Regions from separate parts of the Astyanax mexicanus genome. Here region 1 is linked to region 2. Evidence: chromatin contacts called from public Hi-C data. All regions are on one chromosome and are shown on one strand. Each heading gives the region's core, a stretch centred on a gene start, on an enhancer-like site or on the middle of the called end of the contact. The rest is flanking DNA. Distances are from core to core; before and after follow the strand shown.

What was found. Hi-C and Micro-C count contacts between places; a contact is called where the count stands out from the background.
Region 1: a Hi-C map of muscle shows a contact between it and region 2, with 4 times the contacts expected there. The contact joins the enhancer-like site here to the promoter of mosmoa in region 2. A contact is called at or near these places in 2 of 3 Hi-C or Micro-C datasets (both in muscle).

The regions. Positions count from the first base shown.
Region 1 is chr19:32,695,754-32,703,113 of AstMex3_surface, reverse strand. It overlaps mosmoa (modulator of smoothened a), which reads right to left. Exons shown (of 3, transcript XM_007232220.4): 3 at 1-2,234. The coding sequence ends at 2,050. Among protein-coding and RNA genes, the nearest start is that of nags, 16 kb to the left of the region's middle. Within about 2 kb of position 2,748, the one cell type or tissue checked has an H3K27ac peak away from gene starts, as active enhancers do.
Region 2 is chr19:32,661,053-32,668,276 of AstMex3_surface, reverse strand. mosmoa (modulator of smoothened a) reads right to left here and starts at 3,839. Exons shown (of 3, transcript XM_007232220.4): 1 at 1,994-3,839. The coding sequence starts at 2,099. LOC103022177 (cytochrome b-c1 complex subunit 2, mitochondrial) reads right to left here. Exons shown (of 14, transcript XM_022673133.2): 13 at 6,698-6,851; 14 at 5,456-5,724. The coding sequence ends at 5,641.

The DNA.
Region 1 (7,360 bases), core at 1,499-3,998, 36 kb before region 2:
GTAATACTGTATTAATAATAATAGAATAGAATAATAATATAATATAATAATATTATAATAATTTACTTTTTTAATATTATTCCACATTTCTGTAACTCTAGCTGTAACATTATTATTTTTATTTCAACAGTGGCCCTAAAACACTGTGGTAAAGGTTGAAAACAGTAAGAGCAGTAACACATATCATGAGGAACTGGGGGGCGGGGTCAACCTTCATTTGAGAACATCCATAATCAAACATCAAAATCATACAAATAATTCTCAGTTCCAATTTACTGTCAATATACATACATACTCTCTCGCGTATGCACAGCTTTAAAATAGGGATTCTTATACTTCAAAAACTGAAGATAAACAAACAGAACTGATTTTCGCCAGTCACTCATTTACTTCACTCACTTAATCACACACACATTCGACCTTTCCTGTTATTATTCAGTGTCAGATAAATAATTTGTTGCAATGATCACAGCATTTTCTTTTTTAGCGAAATGTTTCTGACCAAGGCAAGACATAACGTACAGGGCACACACTGTCGTGGTTAGCGAAGAAGGGAAAAAAAATTGAGCTTGAACTACAAAACAATGAGGTAAGGAGTTCTCTCTTTTTTGTACATCTGCAATGTGGTGCTTCACCTACTAATGGCTATACCTCACAGTGCTCCCTATAACAGAGTCCTGCCCTTAGTATTCATTCATTCCAAACAAAACAAAAACAGATTAATGGCACGTTAACAAATGAAAAAAAAAATCAAAAACAACAAATTCAACAGAGTCAGAATTACAAATCAAGACAACAAAAGGGTGATCAGGTTAAAAGGACAAAGCACTTCTCTGATTCGCAGTCTCTTGTTCAGTCTCTCTTTCCGATGGACTGAATTAATGATGTCCGGTATGCACTAGTATGCACATGAGGGCAGATAGGAGAAGTTCATTTTGGTCACCAGATCCAAAGGCGTGTCCTTAATAATAATAATAATAATAATAATAATCCATAATCGTATGTATGCGAGTGTGCGGGTAATACGTTTCCCAGGCAAGAAGGTTTAGCACAGTGAGGCACGGCCTCACAGGGTCCTGACCGGCAGTCCTAGTAGTGCTTTTGTCTTTTGTCATTATGTGTTTCTATCAAAATGTGCTTAAATTTCAGTGAAATTCAGTCGAAAATTCAAATACTGCTCCCTTTTCTCTGGGATCTCAGGCTGGGGCGCTTCCGTTGTGTGCAGCATCCATTCAGACTGAAGGGGGCACTGTGGCTCCTCTCTACGGGCACTGTGGCCTGAGCAATTCCCCCATCCAGCCCCACTACGGGGAAAGAGTGAAAAGTGTGGAAAGGGTAGAAAGGGTGGAAACGAGCTCCAAAGAGCTCCAGCCTCAGGGCACCTCCTTCACTTGTGGTGCCACAGCCTGGAATTTTTCACAGCAGCCAGTCAGTCATTCCTCTCCAGGGGGCGCCATATCCGTATATATAAAACTACAAAGATGGAGGAAACGTGTGGGACATGGAAATTGAACAAAAAAAAAAGGAAGGAAAGCCATGATGCATGTTGTTCAAAAGCATCTCAAAGCTGCAGGACATTTGCGATTCCTTCACCATGTCCACAGCCGGCGTCCTCCAATCCTCCACCACTGCCACTCGCTCCCATGGCCTCCCAGGATGATCCTAGGATACTAGCTCTAGGATAGTGACCTCTGAAGTGCAACATAAAAAACAGGCTGAACAAAAACTCCATCCAATAAGCTCAGGTTGATTCTGGGTATAAAAAAGGAAAAGATGGGCCGAGACCCCTCTTATAGCTTTGCCAGCTCAGCACTGAGTCCATGGTCATGGTCATGGTCATTTCGTTGGTCATTTCGTGAGTTCTTTGTTGGTTAGTTGGTTTTTCGGGTTATTCAGTTGATCAGTTGAGTCACCATCATCCCAATCACCATCAGTATCCGACGATGCCCCTCCTCCTCCTCCTCCAGTGCTCCTCGAGTGCTGCTAGTATTCCCGTTCCTCTTTGCAAACAAAAACAAATCCCCGGCTGACCCTGGACTATTGGCGCCCTCATCCGGGCAGGCACACTTTCCCTGCGAAGAGCAGCCCCACTATCGTGAAGAAGATGGACAGCACAAAGAGCACGTAGGAGGAGCCCACCACGGTGTTATTAGGCAGCTTATAGGGCTGCCCACCCACTTCGTTAATGTAGAATCCGATGGGGAAGATGAGCGCCGCCATACAGAACAAGATCACTGCGGAGACAGAGGGAGAGAAACAGAAGAAAACAGACGGTTTAGAATCCAAGCATTGAAAGCATCTCAAAAACATCTCAAATATTCAGACAGTCCATCATTCAACACAGGACTAAGTCTTAGGAGAGAGCAGACCGAATCTCCTAAAAAGAAAGAGAGAGATAAAGAGAGATGGAGAAAGAAAGAATGAGAATGCAGCATTTAAATCATCTGCCAGACAACAGTTTGCTCTTCTGACGGCAAACAAACTCCAGGAATGTCGGATCTGGACCTGCAGTTCTTCAGACCTCTGACCTCCTGCATTTCAGCAGGAGCCTTTCTCTGTGCCGGTCACTCAGGATATGCTAATCTACACCGGGCGCAAAAGCTTTTAGAGAGGATTGAGGATCAGGAGAATGAGAACGCAGGATTTAAATCATCTGCCAGACGAGAGTTTGCTTTTCTGACGGCAAACAAACTCCAAGAATGTCGGATCTGGACCTGCAGCTTTTCAGACCTCTGACCTCCTGCATTTTAGCCCCTTCGATCTTTCGGCCGCTCGGGATAAGCTAATCTACACTGGGCGCGAAAGCTTTTAGAGAGGATTGAGGATCAGGAGTCGCACAAAGGAGCTTGAGTGGAGACTCAATTTAATCTCGGCGCCCATTAGCAAGATAAAAGCGTCTTTCAGGAAGCAGCTAAGCTACAATTAAACACTTTGGCCTTGATGGGAGAGTGGCACCAAGAGAGGGAGAAATATACACATATACACATATACACACCTAAAATAACCAACCAAACAAGCAAGCAATGAACACAGCATCCTCGGAACAAAAAAAAAAAAAAAAACAAAGTGTGTTTTGTAAGGCACTTCACTGCTTCAGTCTCTTCAGACACCGTGGCGAGGAGGAGGAGAGGAGGAAGGGAAGGAGAGGAGAGGAGGTCTGAAGGACTGAAGGTCATGCTTTCACCAGTGTGTAAAAGAGCCACTTCCTGCAGTAGAGTATGCCGCCTGCTGCAGCACTGGCTTAACTGCACAGGTAGCACAATCACAGCTCCACTGAAGAGCACTTTCAAAACAGACATCCTCAAATCAGAGCGCAATTCATTTACAATCAGACCACTACACTAGAAACTACCCAGAACAGGCAATTCTGAACAGCATACAAAATGAAATACATATGGGAAGAAAATTGCAAAGGAAAATCACACAGAGGCAGACTACAGACTTTGATTTTGAGACAGTGCACAGCGGGATTGGCCAGCAGACTTCGTCTGACTGAGGGATCTGTACCTACTGTCTGTGACAAGTTAACAGATGTTTTGTGCTTCTATCACATTTGAGCACGAGCTAGCTTGTTTGTTCTTTGCCTTTTAGGTTGGATCACATTCTCCCCACAAACAAGCCGCTTCAGAGTTTACTTGGAACCGAACAGAGACCACCTCCTCTTGTGGGTCTTGGTACGGTTGTTTTGGTCCTTACCAGTGTGCGATTACTTTTTTTCACACGTGCTCTAACAAATCGTATGAAACGCATCAAGGGTGCAAACAAACCAGACCTGGACCAAATAGTGCTGGCAGAACGGGATTGGCCAGCATACTTTGTCTGACTGAGGGATCTGTACCTACTGTCCGTGGCAAGTTATCAGATGAGAGAGATGTACGTAATTTTTAATAATGTCAAATTTAAGCATGAACTACCTTGTTTTGTGCTTTGCCTTTACCACAAACTAACTCCAACAATGTTTAACACTCATTGGGGGGGGGGGGGTGTGACAAACTGGCAAGAATAGAGCTGGTAAGGATTCTTTATGAGAGTAATTTTCTGGAAAGAACTTGTTTTGTATAGCCCATAGATGTATACTAACTTGTTTAAAAAGAGATAATGGTACCACTTTAAAATAAGACTACCTTTATAAAGGGTTTATAAATGGTTTACAATTAGTTTATTAATGGTTAATAATTAGGTTGTAAATGCCTTAAAAATCATTAATAATCAGTTATAACACATACATAGAAAGGGCAACAATATAGATGGTTGTGGGTTTACTATGTTAACAACAAGTCATTGTTGCCCTTTCTATGTGTGTGTTATAACTGATTATTAATGATTTTTAAGGCATTTACAACCTAATTAGTAACCATTAATAAACTAATTGTAAACCATTTATAAACCCTTTATATAGTTAGTCTTATTTTAAAGTGGTACCCAGATAATATGGTCCCTTTAAATTTCACATAAAAACCCAATAATGGTATTATTTTTGTGTCAGATATATACTGCTATGTAAGGTTTGTGTGTTGTATCACAGATGTGTGGACATGCACACATAACCTGTCTACACAGTGTAGGGAATTATTGTAGCATTATTTCTGGAGCAGAAAACATGAACACTTGGCACCTAATGCCACGTGAAAGTTCTAGAAATTCTAGAAAATAATAGAAAGTCTTCTCTAGACGACAGAGATAACGCCCATGAATTCAGAAAAGAAATAAAAGAAAATGAATGGTGTTGTCCGAAAAACCTAATAGTCCATATAGTAGTGTATACTGCCCACCCTAATAAGAATGCTCCCTACTTTTTACCTTTAGACCTGTTGGCCTCAGTGCTCTCAACCCAAAAGCAAGTGCAAGAGTGAGAGGAGACGACAGCTAATATTTACGTCTGTCTCTGCCGACATGCCATATGCTCGCAGCGGGCAAGCCAAGACGGCGGCAGGGGCGCGAGCCGTGACGCCTCCAGGGCTGGCCGTGAACGTGGTCTGTTCAGGTCAGGGTTAGGGTACAGGTACAGTGGGGGTCTGTGCTCCACGCACAAAGCGCCTCATTCAGGTGAAGGTGGCCGGCTGCCAGCGGCTGCCACGGCTCAGCTACCTGTGGAAGCCCTCCCTGGAGACATCAGCGCTGCTCGAGTCTCAAATTAACATTTCTAAAGGCAGCCGCCCTTCCTGTCTACTTCACAGCTTATCAGCGGCCTTTGAAATAATGGAAATGGGCTCACTTGAAGAATGGCCAGCCCTGCTTTTTATAGGTGACTAATAGACATGCAGAACTGGCCATGGTACTCAGTAGAAAGGTGGTTTACAAGGTATCTAATCACACCTAGGGACCTCAGTGCTGGGTTGGAGCGTGGAGCATTGTTACCAAACAAAAATACAGCAACTCTCTGTTCTCTGAGGGTCATTCGGTTATTGTAAAATGTAACCTGATTAAGCATAAATTTATGATCTTGTTTCTTTTGCTTTTTTGAATATACAAAGCATTTTTTTATTCTGTAAATACAGATTGTAGTCCTGTATGTTTTTCTCTGCATTATTTTTACGATTCTACTATATTTATGTTCTTCAAATAGTCGGGATCCCACTTAATCCAGGCCTGAAAATTGCTATTTTCAAATTCCATGATTTTTCCAGGTTTTTCATGACCGTACAAACCCTATAAAAGGGTGTTACTGTATTTTGTTATTATAATTACATTATTCTTGTCTGCAAATGACAATAATATTGTTTATCACAATTAGTAATATTTCTGGAACAACATACCATCCAAATATAAAAGTTTATAATGTCAGACGTTTGGTAGGTACGTTCGGTGTGGCTAAATTTGTACAGTCGTTTTTGCCGACAGTAAACAGCTGGGCAGAGTGAACTTGATTCATTCATTTTCCACTGCTGATTTGCTTGCTCTGTTGACAGAGCATGTTTAGGAACTCCCACTCCTGAAGTCTGACACTCAAACCTCTCCCTCTCCCTCTCTCTTTTTCCCCCCTCTGTGCATCGTTCAGCTCCCTGAAACTGCCTGACTAAGAAAACAAGTAAAAGTGCTCCTTTAAGGAAAGTGTTTTAACTGTGCTGAGCACAGCACTTGCATGTATTTTTGTGCTGTCCTTGGGTGTGTTTTATAACACTGGCTGGCATTGTGCCTGTGAGCACAGCATCCAATCTCACGCTGCTGTAGGGGTCCTGCCACGCTCCGCAGTATTTCCTCTACACTGCCATGGTGCAGTCTTTTCAAAAGGAATAACATCCATATTCTCCTTGGTTCCTAACAAATTTGCTTTACTGTACAGTACAAGTGTAACGATTCACTTGGATTGTATTCATGATCCTTATTTTTATGATTCCTTTATATTTTCTGCGACACACTAGTCATGTGGTGAAGTGGGCTGTTGGATGTTAATGGTTGTATGGCATGTAAACTTGTATGGTGTTCAAATAATAATGCAGATAAATTAGATCAGGAATCTATAATTTCTATATTGTCTCATCTATAGACTAAAAGATCGATAGGCTATGTAAGGCTATGATCTGGTCAGATCATATGACTTCACCCACCCAAGCCACAAGTACAGAAGCTTGAGGAAGAGAACAAGCCATTTCAGAAACAGCTTCTTCCCACAGGCTATCAGACTGCTAAACAGCCAGTAGTGGTCTTTCAGTCCAGCTTATCATAACATAGCTCAATTCTTTCAATACATAAAAGATCACATTTTTTACCACCGCTTTTATAGCCAGTGTTTGAAAGTTAGAAAGTAGCATACGGTGTGGCAATTCTTTGCATTCTTTGCATTTGTTGAGGCAAGCACTTTTGGTTTCCTCCCTATAGATTAGTTCCTTTTTTTTAAACCCTCACTTTTACCACACAGACAAGCAGGCAAGCATCTCAAAGTGCTTCATAACCACAGGTTCTTATTTGTGAAGATAATTCTGTACGGCGCTTACTGTAAGACAGACACTGCTGCACATTAAGCAGTATTGTTGTACTTTAGGTAGTTCTGATGGCTTACAAAACATGATTATATGTTGATATGTTAAATAGCATGTTGTACGTTAAGAGACACTGTTGTATGTTAAGCAGAATTGTTGCATTGGTCAGAACTGTTATATGTAAGCCAGTGGTGCCGCTTTTCGTCTAGTGGTGCCGCTTTTCGTCCAGCGGTGCAGCTGTTCATCCAGTGGCGCCGCTTTTTTCATCCAGTGGTGCCGCTGTTCGTCCAGTGGCAATGTATTTTAAGTAGTACCATTGGCTAACCAACATGTTTCTAAGCATGTACTGTTTATAATATTTCTCGGCCACGGGAAGAGAGAGTGCCACCGCTCGAGTTTGATGTTAAGTTTAAGGGTTAACTTAACGTAACTTTACTCAG
Region 2 (7,224 bases), core at 2,590-5,089:
ACCCACTTACAGGGCTGTCCAGCATGGAGAACAAAGCACAGCTGTCTATCAATAGCATGTCTCTGTTTTGAAGGATGGCATAAATGTAGAACAGCCAACATATGGTTGTTTGAAGGCATCTAATGGGTGTGTGTGTGTGTGTGTGTGTGTGTGTGTGTGTGTGTGTGTGTGTGTGTGTGTGTGTGTGTGTGTATGAAAGACTAAACAAATTCCACTCACGATAGACAGCAGATAGTAACATAATAATAAAGCAAGAAGACAAAATCCTGCACCTAACAACTTGCGTTACACATAGGGCCCGGCCTAGTGCCTAGATCCTACACCTAACAATTAAGGTGGTTGTGGACTTTTATGATCTGACCAGCAACATTTAGCAGTAAGTGAACATATATGGTACATGATAAGACCCTACATCTGACCCATATGGTTTCTGTGGCCTTTTATCGTCCAACCAGCAACATTTAACTTTAAGTGGACTAACATGGAACATGACCAGACTTGCATCTAACAATTTTGGTTATTGTAACCATTTATGAGCCGATCAACACATCCACTGGGGCAAGAATACATGAAACCTCTCCCTCACCCAAACACCGGAAATGTTCATGTATTATAAAAACAACAGATTTGGTAGATAGCTAGTCCTAAAAAGCTGTGACCTTAAGTGGTCCTTTTGAAGAGGGCTTCCTCCATTTGCACAGAGGCCTAATGCATTTCTGTTTTGGTTACAGTACACAGTGCTTCCCATCACATGTCAGTAAAACAATGTAAAATAGTTCGGATGAATTATCCTTGGGTTAAGAATATAACCCAAGAATATATATAAGCAAAAATGGTTAGCAACCTTACATATTTAATGTATGTCAAGTTTAATACAAACTATAAATCACTATAGGTTAAAAACATAACAATAAATCAATGTTGAATCAACGTTGAATCAATGTGCCATAATCAATTCTTACATGGGAAATCAATAATGGGAAATGAACACTGATTCAACAAACCCCACTTTTTCTATCTGGGGAAAGCTTCGTTTCATGTTAGCCTTGTGCTACTATAACGGACCAACCTTTTTAGATATGAAAGAAAACTCGTTATTTTTCGGTTTGAAATCAGAAATGCTCAAACTCTAGCCTAGCTGACTAACTAGTATAGCTAAACAATGAACAAAAAGGTTCCAAGAACATTCAGAGAACTGTCTAGATTAAACTTTCAGTTTAACGTTCTGAAAACGTTCTACTAATTATATATTTTTTAGTTGAACAGAACAAAGCACAAACAATATTTAGGTTAGCTAACAACGTTATTAGAACGTTTTTCACATACTTAACTTACATTATCAGCTAGACGAATACTAACATTTTAGAAACGTTAAATATGGTTTACATGCCCAAAACAAAACATATAAACAATGATACAAGTGGTGTTGCAGCGACTAAAAACGTTGAAAATAAAAGGTTGTAAGAATATTCAGAGAACTGGACAGAATGTGCGTCCAGTGTAACGTTCTGAAAACGTCCTACTAAGCAAAAACGGTTAGCCGGGAAAAAACAGAACACAGATAATATAACTTACCTAGATAGGTTAGCTAAAGTTAGATGTCTAGCTTACATATTTATTGTAATACAAGCTTAATGCAAACAATACATATAACGTTAAGCTAGTTAGCTAGCTAGGTAAAAAAAATACAACGTTAAATTAATGTTGAATTAACGTAAAATCGATGTACACTAATAAATCAATTCTGACGTGGGAAAACAATGTAGTCTTAAACCATTACAGATGAAAAATAAACGTTTTCCCCACTGTTTCCTTGTGGGGAATGCTTCACATCATGTTAGTTTTGTGCTGCTTTGATGAGCCAACTTTTTTGGAGAGATATGAAGTGAAAACACGATATTTTGGGGGGGGGTTAAAAGCAGATATTATGCCCATACTCTAGCTAGTGTACCTAAAAATAACAGATACTGGTATATTCTAGCTAACGGCTTACCTGCAGATTCGCCCGTGTTGATCCAGTCCGGATTCGCAATGCTAGCTATGGCAAAAATATCCGCAGCCAGAAAGAGGCACCCTGAAATGATGGTCAGTTTATCCATCTCAGTTCGTGTTGAGGCTGGAAAACGGTGAGGAAAATCTTCTTCAAGGAGGGAAAAGACCCCCTTTATCCAGTCCAATGGTTAATGTTTGTCAGGTAGCCGGATTATTAGCGTTAGCTAAGTTAGCTAACCTAGTAACGCTAGCAGTTCGGCTCGGCTCTCTCCGACAAAACGGACCCGAACCCGAGGCGCAACCGTCAGATCCAGTTTCGCCACATTACCGCTAGATAGCTAAGCTAACCCTCAGCTAGCTCTGGCTTCTGCGGGGATAGTCCATCTTTCCAGAACCAGAGGAGAGAATTAGCTTACATTGTACGCCGCTAAATGTGTACTTTTTAAGGTATTAATTAATAAATCTCGAGCTAACAAAAAAGCAGCAAAAACAGCTGGCGGCTAGCACCGCCGCTAAGCTAACTATCCTACTAGCTTAGCTTAGGTTGCTAACCTAGCAACAGAACAGTAGCAGAAAAGCCTTTAGCTACAAGCGAGTCGGTTCACTCGGCGGCCATCCGGGCATTCCGCTAACTAACGCTAGATCCACTCATGTAAGACCAGCCTCCTATCTGTTTGAATGGGACGAGACCGAAACACGCTAAACTGAAGGTCTAATTACTATTTCAATATCATATTTAAAATCACCAATCAACTATAACAAGCTCCTCGTGAACAGTTTGTAGAGTTTGTCTCCATAACGCACAAAAAACATGATTTTTCGTCTCGGTGTGTTTACTGCGCTTGCGCAGATCTTCCCAGCTCTGCCCACTAGCACGCTGACGCTCCGCCCCTCGAAGCGTATCCAGCAAGATGATTGGCTATTTCCGTCGAAGGGCGGGGCTATACACTTGAGCGCATGCTGCTTGCTTGAGCTTTGCGAGAATTCCCAGTCATGTTATTTCAACCAAGTGGTTGATCTCCATCCACGTCGTTAACCCTCTATAGCACGATAGTTTTTTTTATATTTGTTAAAGAGAAAATCAGACCACTTTTAGGAGCTTGTGTGGGTCCCTGTTTATATAATCACTCCACACTTTTAAGAAACACTGTTTTAGAATGAATGTCTGTGAACTTTATAATATTGTCCTGAGGCAACAAACTTAAAATCCCTGTTTTAGGATAGATAAATGAAAACAAACCAGCCAAAACAGGCTTAATTTAAATATTTATATATTAAAAATTAATCAAATAAATGTTTTTATGCCTGAAGGCAACACCATGCCATAGAGGGTTAAAACCGTCTCTATCCTGCTGCTGCTGCTTCTTCAGGCTCCGTTGAGTGAACGGCGGGCCTGCGGCGACTCGCCGCCCCAAACATCCATCCTGACAAGCGATGTAAAGGCGTGTGAGATCCCGGATGAGGTCAAATATCAGAATAACACGCCAGAGGCCGTCTCCATACGTCCAGTGAGCGGAGATCCATCCTCCTCCTCCCTCGGCTTATTCACTCCTCACACCTCACCATCCTCATATTCTCCTCTGTCCGACTCGCATCCGCAAACAGCGCAAAGCAGGCGGGCAGAGAGAGCAGACCGACCCGCCGGATCCTCCACACCGCTCCGCCTCACAAGGCACGACTCTGGCCCGGCTGGGCTCCACAACTTTCATCAGGTGTCATCCGGAAGACTGAAGTCCCTATGTTGGGGCAGTAAAACAGGCGCGATCTCCTGATCTCCTGATGCCCGAGCTCGGTTAGCTATTCCATTCTCAGATGACACGGAGCAGCAGCAGTCTGCTCGTCACTCGCTCACACATAACATAACGGGCTCTCCAGTTCTCGCGAGCTTCCGGAACAGTCCGAGGTTTGTGAGAAGAGCAGTGAGAACAGTGAAATCATTCAATCAGTCAAGTATGATAAAGTTTAGTAAAATACACTTAAGGGAGGGTCAGTGTAACGTTTATTCATTTACTTTTCTGACTGTTTGAGGCTAAATGCAAAAATAGAAAATTGTTTGTAAAAACATTTTTTAATGTAGTGCAGTGTACAAGTTTTCATAATTTCAGGAAAAATGAAATATATATACGTATATATATATATATATATATATATATATATATATATATATATATATATATATATATATATATATATCTTTTTTCCGAATTATTCAATTTTACCACCAGATTTGTGTAAAATACAGAAAAATAGACAAATCTGAAAATCGAAAGATTTTATTCTTGAAAATTCTGTTTGCAAAAGGCTGAAATGAAAAACTATAAAATTGAATATGAAATTGGATGAAAACCCATATCTTCACTAAAATTTTCACTGAATGGAAAAATATATATATTTTTATACCCAATATTCTATTATCAAGTTTAGCAGTCAGAAAATAAAACTGCTAAATGTTACACTGACCCAGAAGTAAGAAATTATACCAGACTGTGCATTAGCTAATTATTTCTCCTTGTTTGAGCTCTTGTCAAGAGACAAGAGTTTGTCATATTGCACTGTAGTTAGCTACTAGGGATGCAGAGATGTGGTAAATCTGGGCCAATGTTAATATCTGATATCACACATGTAGCTATACTAGTGCATCTCAAAAGAAATGTGAAACTCATATATTATATAGATGTATTACACACAGAGTGATCTATTTTTTTATTGTTGATTTATTGTTGATGTTGATGTTATTTAAGATCAATTGGTACTTTTGGTAGTGCACGCTTCCTCCAGTCTCTGGAACATTGCTATCTAAATATAATACAAAATGTACTGATGATGGTTAGGGAAGCATGCCATTTTAATGCCATCATGACACAGTAGCTTGTGAAATCGTTCTGTGGCCCCACAAGGAATTGTTCTTTTAAAATCTTAAAATTACTTAAAATTACTTATATTGCACTCCTCAGCATTTTCCCTTTTAACAGTTCATTGTAAGCCACCTCCTTAGGGATTCCAACCCCCAGCTAAAGCATGAGAGGAAGTAGCTTCATGGAAACTACTGTGAATCTGTCATGTTGTTGTCTTGTCCATCTCCACTGATTCAGTGTGGCTTTCCCTCAACTGCAATCCATTTGTGCGGAAGAACCAGCGCTAGACTTAGATAATGTTAATTACACCCTTCAATTATACATTTAGCAGTCATCATCAGCAGAACATGATCATTAGTCTAGCTTAAGAATGGCTGAAGGAAACATTTTCAATTTGTCTTATGAAGATCCAGGAAACATGACCAAGCTATTGACAGTAGATTATCAGTAGAGGGTGTTTGTATATTTTTGCCTAGATGAGCAACCACCTTTTAACCACCTTGACCATCTGAAACCAGATACTGTATGTATGTCTTAAGCTTAAAAAAATAAATGCCACTTTAATGCAGTAGTTCACATTCAAAGAAAAAAAACAATACAAAACAGAGTTACAATGTAGTAAGATTTTAATGAATTTACAACAGATATACAGTGAAACTGGCGTTATGTATACTTCCCACTCTTGATACACATTTGTTGTACAACAAACTTCAACCAGTGGTGTACGTTAAGAAAAACATGGTCAGCAGCAGTGGTGTGTAAATGTTGTAATACTTTAAGTTATAGTTCATCCTCATAATTCATCCACAAATGGTGTGTTTACTAGGTGTCCTCTACTCGCCATTGTCTTCTTGCTGCTGACAAACTTCTTTGCAGCCTAAAGGGAAAAGAGAAAAAAAAAAAGAATGGAGAGTCAATTGATGAGATAGTAGATTAAATGTGGAAATGACCTTGCCTGCGTTAATACCATAATATATACACACTGTACTATATACACTCTACCAGAGCTCTTCAAATCTGGATCTTGGATCCAGTTTCAAGTCCTCAACTTGCCCTGGTAATCTTCAGCAGTTGTGACACCAAGTGGCCAAACAATTACATGAACCGTTACCTTAATTTTCAGCTAAGACCAAATCCAGGATTGGAAACTGGATTCAAGGTCCATATTTGAAGACCTGGGCTATAAGCTTATATGAATAGTGTGGGTTTGGCACGTTTGTCTGCAAAATATGAATGTGTTAACTTATTTTGTACAAAGAGGGACTGTTAAAAATGTTACTACTTTGACATAGATCACTGCAAGTTTTCCAGCGGCAGGTGCAACATTATTTGCCATTTCTTTCTGATGATGTTCCAGACAAACATAGTTCGGCACAGAATGCTTACAAAGTGGGCTGAGTTCAATTTTTATTTATTTATTTTTTTTAGAGCGTAAAACTAACCATCCTTGGGGACACAGAACCGTTCAACGAGAGGCTTTAATGACGTATAAGTCTGTAGATTGGCTAGCTGGGCCAAGCTAACGCCACAGCTGCAATGTGGGAAAAGGCCTGTAAATGTGCTAGTAAAAAAGTGTGCTAGTGCTGCAGTAGTGATGTAGGATGAGGAACACTAGGGAGTATGCTCTATTTCACAAGTTAGCAATGACACCAACTGTTGCTTTATTTGAATTATTACAAGTAACTGGTTTAACCTGTCATCATCTATATGGAATGGTGCACCACAGCTTTAGTTACCATTTGGCCCTACAATAAATAAAATCTTACTTTATTACTAGTCATATTTACATTATAATAATAATAAAGCCATACGTTTTTTAAATCAAAATAGATAACAGAAAATTCACATACATTGGCAACATCACTGGATGTCACAGAGTCAATGGCCTTGGCCACATCATCTGGGGAGCTGTAAGCACCGCTGGCCAGAGCTTGAGCTCCAATCTCCTCCAGCAGTCCTTCTGAACCCTCCAAAACCATGAGGTACTCAGTCTTCAGCTGGCTCCTACAATCAAACCAGACAACAAAGGGAATATTATTTAGCCGGCCTTTTCTCCCACAAACAAGCTATTCATTCCAACAGCTTTTCTTCAGCTCTACTGTAAATTATGCAGTAGTTCACCAGCCGACGCACATTTGCAACCCAACTTGGAGTTTATTCAACACGCTCTACTGTGCGTTATAAAAATCTGAGACACAAAAAAATAATATTAAATATTTGTTAAGTATTTCATTTGTTTAAACCTTATACACATAAAAAATATGCTACTGATAAAAAAAAAAAAACTGAAAATAATGCAAAAATAAGCATTTTCACTATTTTAGACTTAACACATTCAACCTATTTTGCCACTGTCCATGATACAATAACATACCAA